Regions from separate parts of the Gossypium hirsutum genome. Here region 1 is linked to region 2. A link is a contact called in public Hi-C data. All regions are on one chromosome and are shown on one strand. Each heading gives the region's core, a stretch centred on a gene start, on an enhancer-like site or on the middle of the called end of the contact. The rest is flanking DNA. Distances are from core to core; before and after follow the strand shown. Region 1 has its middle 37 kb from the start of LOC107951314. Region 2 holds the start of LOC107951314.

Region 1 (3,128 bases), core at 438-2,937, 37 kb after region 2:
GTAAAAAATAATATAAATTTATAATATATAATCTTTATAAAAAAAAAGTTTTATAAACTTTCATAACACTTCTTATAAATAATATAATTTTTTCATAACTTCAAAAATTTAATTTTTTTTAAATAAGTTATGATAAAAAAACTATAACATATTCTTTTTATGATTAAGTATATTATTTTTATAATATATATAGCACTGACACATAAATAATAAATATACTATAACACTTCTAAAACATTAAGATTTAAGTAATATATTTTTTATTATAACTTTATAAAATACACAAAATATTTTTATAATATAATTTTTTAAGATTTATAACATAATAATTTTTTGACCATAACCGTTCCAAAACACACACGTGTTCATGTTTATAATATAATTTTTATAACTTGTATAAAAACATTTTGTTAAAAATTGGATTTCGGTGTAATTACACCAATTCTCACTATCTTCCTAAGAATTGGAAAATGTAATTAGGTACTTAAATTAAACCTAATTTGGCGGGACCCACTAATTACAATGGTCACTCAAATATATCACCATTCTACAATTACAAGTAATTATGTCCAAATCCAATTAGTAGGTACCTTTCTAGATAATACCTTAAAATTTTGAATTAAGTTGATTTGTAGACAATTTTGAAAGGTTTATTTTTCATCAATGGAGAAACTTTTTATTAAGAAAATTATCACAGTGAATGTTAATTGATTTTTTTTTTAATTTCACTAAAAATCTTATCACACGTGTATACATGTGGAAACTACAGATTTAGAATATAAATGTATGTTTAAAAAAATATAAAAGAAATAATGAAATGTATTGTTTGAAACTAATTAATAACAACAAATGAAATATGTACATTATTTAAATTATTTATCATAGTGTTGTTATCAATTTTGAGTCAGTATCAAGTTAACTTGTGACATCAACTCAATTAAATATATTTTTAATATACAAAATTGATGGAGATAATAAAGTGTGCATTATAAAATTACAATATATAAAAATATCAAAATAAAGTTTTATTTGAATGATAAGTTAAAAGTTTTACTAATACAATTGATATGAATTCAACTTTCACCTTATACATTTTTTATTAATTTTTTTAAAATAAAAATATTAAAATGCTCTTGAATAATAATACTTATTTTAATTATGAAAAATATTCGCATAAATTTTTATCCAAATTGAGAACCATAATTGAGAGTGACTGTGGCATAGGCATGTTGAGAGAAAGAAGTTGAAATGGAATCGTTAGTATACAAAAAATCGAACTCGCAAATTTGGTAGAATTCTTTACACGCAGTTTAATGCAGGGAGACCTTGAAGCAAAATGGAGTACGGAAAATTGATGCCAGCACTGGCAAAATAAGGGCCACTTGTGTGACCCTTATGGCATTTCATGTTGAAACGTAGTTCATAGGTTTATCTATGGTAGAATTAGTGTTAATTCAATTTCAATCTAAATATCTGCTTCAAGAGGAAGAATTTATATTGAAAATAAGCTTTTTATGATCGTATAACAAGCAGTCAAATATGGAAGTTCAAGCTTCTTTTTTTTCTTCATTTTGTCTGCAGTTTGCAGTAGCTTTAAAATGGAAGGAGAGAAATTAAAGATGATGAAGAAGGCCTGGTGGTCTAAAATGGTACCTTGTTAGTTTGCTTCAATTGTGGGCTTCGTACTCTTTGCTATGCTGGAAACCAGGCCCTTCCATGGCCAGACCACCAACCACGTGGGTTTACTTTTTGACCCACCATTTGGTCTCCAATAGAAATGACAATGAGTCAATCAAACATAACATAATTGATGAAATTATTTAAACAAAAATAAAATATTAAAGTAAAAAGTATATATATTATAAATATGAGTTAGTATTTGATATATTAGTAGTGTATTTTTCTATAACACAAGTAGTCTTAAGAAATTTTCATGTGTTTTTTTTAAATATTTATTTTTTAAAAATATTTTACTATAACTTTATAAAATACTTATCAACTTCTTAAACCTACTTGTAGAGTCTAAAAACTCCATTAGCAGTACATCAAATATTTTTTTATAATAATATTTATTTTTTGGGTTAGTATCCTGTTCATTGCAAAAAATAGAATTTAGTATATGACACATGTCTATTTTAATTTATTTTTAAGATTCTCTTAAAACATATAATGATATTTCGCCGTTATTAGTAAAATTTTCTAACTCCACTAACAATGGACCAAAAGATTTCCATTTTATTTTTTTAAAAATTATAATCTATATAAATAAAATATGAAAATTAGAGGAAAATGGAAAATGGAATATTAAACATTTCTTTACTGTGTTTATGAAAATCTATAAATAGATTTAATTCCCATACATTTGCATGAGTTAGTTGTAAGAAGCTTAAGTGGTAGAGGAAATGTGGTCCCTTAGAGTAGGTTAATGTTGGCGCCGGCCTCTACTAATGGCAAATCATATTCATATTACACTCTTCCTATCCTATTCTCTACTAATGGCCTCTTATAGTGCCTTTGGTATTCATGGCATGTGGTATAAAATAGTATCGTGCTATCACATGAAATTATTGGTTACTTAGCTTTTATTCATTCAAATTCCATTTTAATGTATTTATTCCGTTTATTTATGATTTTTTATTTTAAATTAATTGAAACTTAATTAAAAATAAATAATTTTATTTTTATTTAAATATATCGAAATCCAATTAATATTGCACCATCTAATCCGATATGAATAAATAACTAAAATAACCAACTACAAAAAATTATCCACTTGAATTTTTATAAATTATTTTTAAATATAAAGTATTTTTAAATATAAAGTAAATTCAATACAATAAGTTATCTTTTTTAAGAATATATGACAATCTTCATATGAATTATTTGAAAAAAAAACAAAAAATGAAAAAAGTATGATATATGAAAATTCAATTAAAAATGTCAAAATAAATAAATTTTAAAAAATTAATTATATGAAATATTTTTTATAACAAAATTTAATATAATGATTTTTATAGTCCAAGTTCCAAAGCCTAAATTCTTTTTCTATAAGGCATCACAATTTTAACCGCTCATAGCAAAAATTTCTTGTCAAGTTAGCTTGATCAAAATGAAATGAATACCGGAAA
Region 2 (3,165 bases), core at 81-2,580:
GGAACAAACAGATCTACTTGAACTTGAACTTTGTAAACAGCTTTTTATTCCATTCTGACACTGTTCAACTGTTACTGATTCCACTTGACCATCCAAATTATCGGCTTGACATGCAAAATGATCCTCAGGTTGTTGAGCATCATCGAACCGAGAAGACACCAAGGACTGGTTGGATGAAACCCCATGTTCAAGACCTGAAGTCCTCAACACAGCTCCACTATCTAGTGAGATTCTAGAAATTCCCACTTCAAGTTCATCCCTGTCGGAACTACCAGGAACCTCCCCGGTAATCGAATTCCCATCGAAACTTAGATCCATCCATCTTCTAAAGTTATGCCGACGCTTATCAACACTTTGTGGGAACGCAGACCAGAACTCGAAATGATCAAAACTATCCAAAAAATCATTAACTAAGCCTAAATCAGGACTAGGACCACATTCCTCAGATGCAGAAGAAATCTCCTCCCTGCTATCAAAGAATTTATCATCTTCTTCTTCTAAATAACTCCCCATTATATACCCTTGTTTTCTCTTCTCTCAATCCATGAAAATCCTGAAACATCAAGTCACTACTAAGTTTTCGCCCTCAATCTAAGAATTCTTTTGTTTTTTAATTTCATATTTTCCCTTATATTATTTCAAGAACAACATAAATGATAAAACCAACGACAAACGTGTAAGAAGAAACATAAAAAGGACATGTATTTGCAGGAAATTCTCAAACACCAAAAGACAAAGATGAGAGGGCTTTAAAGAAACAAAAAAAAAGAAAAAAAGAAGAAGAAGAAGAAGAAGAAGACCCAAATCCATAAAACAAAAGAAATAGAAACCCAGAAAAAAGAAGAGATATACTCACCAGGGTCACCACGAAATAATTGGTCAAAACCCCAGAATTCCACAGATTTCCTCAGTTGAACAAACACCCTCTTCCCCCTTCTTTCTTTCTCTCACAACAAATACAGCCAAAATAATAAAATAATAATAAATGAAAGCAAAAACAAGTGTTGAGAATGGCGTAAACACAAAGGAGGAGAAGATCCAAATTCCTAAAGGGGGGTTGATAGGTGGTGGTTTATTTGTTTCTGTATCTGTTCTGTCTGGGTCTGCTGTATTTCTCTCTCTTTGAAGTCAATTGCTTTGGTTAGTCCGTTGGTCTGTTTTTTGCTTTTTTGGCTTTGGTGATTTTCTTTCTCTTACCAAAGTTAAAATAATATTAGTAGTGTGTGTTGAGTTCTTTCTAATCGCCATCTCTTTTAAGACAGCAGTTAAGTTTCACGACTTGAATCATTTTTTATTCCTAAAACTGGCCAAAATGAAAATTGAAAAAGAGCGTTCAACAAAATCCAAAATTTTGAAAAAGTGACGAATATTATAACCGTGTGACTTGCACTTTCGTCCCGGCCTTCACACAGTAGCTAACGACTTTTTTCTTTTTTTTAAGGGGTAAACTACAACCATACTCACCCAAATTCAACTATTTACTCACTTAATTTTTCGATTTAGTCATCCAACTATTAATTTCAGTTAAGTGAATAGAATAAAGCTAGTTTAGATATTTTAATATTTACATATTTTATTAATTTATTTATAAATCTAAAAAAATTAATAAATTTAATCATTCGTGTTTATAAAATTTATCATTTTAGTCTAAATTCTAAAAAATCACTAAATTTAACCTCAATATTTTTAATTTTTCAATTTAGTTCTAATTTTAATTATTTTTAAACAAGAAAAATATTTTAAAAATTCATTTCTTATATTCTTTAACGTAACTCCATAATCCACCGAACAAGAAGAGTATTAAACACCATTTGTATCATGCTCATTTTAAACTGTCACCTTCATGAATATGGTAAAAAAGTAGCCGGCTTAAATCCAACTATCTAAGTGTGATGTTTTAGATTAATATCATATTATTTAATTAAATTACTCTAAAAAATAGCACTTTTTAATCATTACAAAATAATTTTTTTATTTTTTTATTTTAAAAATATACAAAGACCTAATGTTTGAGTAGAAAAAACAACACAAAGTGAAATCTTTCACGAAATGAAAAACTTAGAAAAGGTTTTTTCCCCTGCTTTTTTTGACTTGTACATGCTATCAATAACTTTCAATCTTACGTAGTCCAAGCACGTCGCTCAAACGACTAAAGTCTTAGAAAATCGTGTCCATAAATTAAAATACAAGCTGAACTAAACTAAAGAATATAATTTTGTGAATTCCATGTCTCATGGGATTGTCCAACTTCATCTCTCTCTAATATCCATAAATTCATTTCGTGTTGATTTCTTTTTGAATAATTTGCTATATTTCTCTTTTGTTGTATTTTTCTATTTCTAATTTATTTATACTTATTAGGTTTTTAATTACTTTTATAATTTTTATCCAAAAAAATGAACATTTTTAATATTTTAACTTTTTTTTTGAAATTTTTAGAATTATAACTAAATTGATAAATTTTATAAATGTTGAATGTTAAGTTTATTGATTTTTTTTTTAGAGTTACAATTAAAATGAAAATTTTTTTAACATTAAGAGTAAAATTTATTATTATACCAATAAAAAATCCACATTAGCTTTCCGTTACTCATCTAACAACAACTAACGAGAGAATGATTAAAATATTTTCATTTGGAAAAGTTCAATGATTGAATAAAAAAGTTAATACTTTAGTGACCAAAATGGAATCGAAGGCATAGTTAGGAGATTAATTTTGTAGTTTACTCTTTATTTAAACAAAATTAAAAAGTCAAAAGTTGAAAATTGTATTGCATTGTTAAGTCTTTCTCATTGCCCTAAGCGCGTTTTCATAAATAAATAAAACCATTATAGAGGAAAAAGAACGCTAATTGACAAGAATTTTTTACCATAAATGTCATTTCATCATCCATAGGCTAAAATTCAAATAAATTTCATTATGGTTTTACTAACACATTTATTCACCATAAATTGATGCTATAAAAGCTTGTATAAGATCATAAACGTGAATATTCAGGAGACAGTAACAATCAAGTTCAGTAAGAGCAAAAGTGGAGTCGTAGCTCCTTTCATTCACTACAGTCCCTTTGATGGTACACATGAAGTATCTGTTTATTCTAGATCTCTTTCAACAAATTCTTGCAATCATCAAGCAATTTATTGTTAGAATGAAGGCTAATAACA

The links. A called contact is a pair of places that touch in the nucleus more often than the background predicts.
Region 1: a Hi-C map of leaf shows a contact between it and region 2, with 2.5 times the contacts expected there. The contact joins the enhancer-like site here to the promoter of LOC107951314 in region 2. A contact is called at or near these places in 6 of 34 Hi-C or Micro-C datasets (callus, hypocotyl, leaf and 1 more).

What each region holds. Positions count from the first base shown.
Region 1 is chrA02:43,749,739-43,752,866 of Gossypium_hirsutum_v2.1, forward strand. No RefSeq gene overlaps it. Among protein-coding and RNA genes, the nearest start is that of LOC107951314, 37 kb to the left of the region's middle. Within about 2 kb of position 1,688, at least 5 of the 9 cell types and tissues checked have an H3K27ac peak or open chromatin away from gene starts, as enhancers often do. A contact at or near this core is called in hypocotyl and leaf, where this site is marked.
Region 2 is chrA02:43,713,396-43,716,560 of Gossypium_hirsutum_v2.1, forward strand. LOC107951314 reads right to left here and starts at 1,331. Exons shown (of 8, transcript XM_016886317.2): 1 at 857-1,331; 2 at 1-553. The coding sequence starts at 513.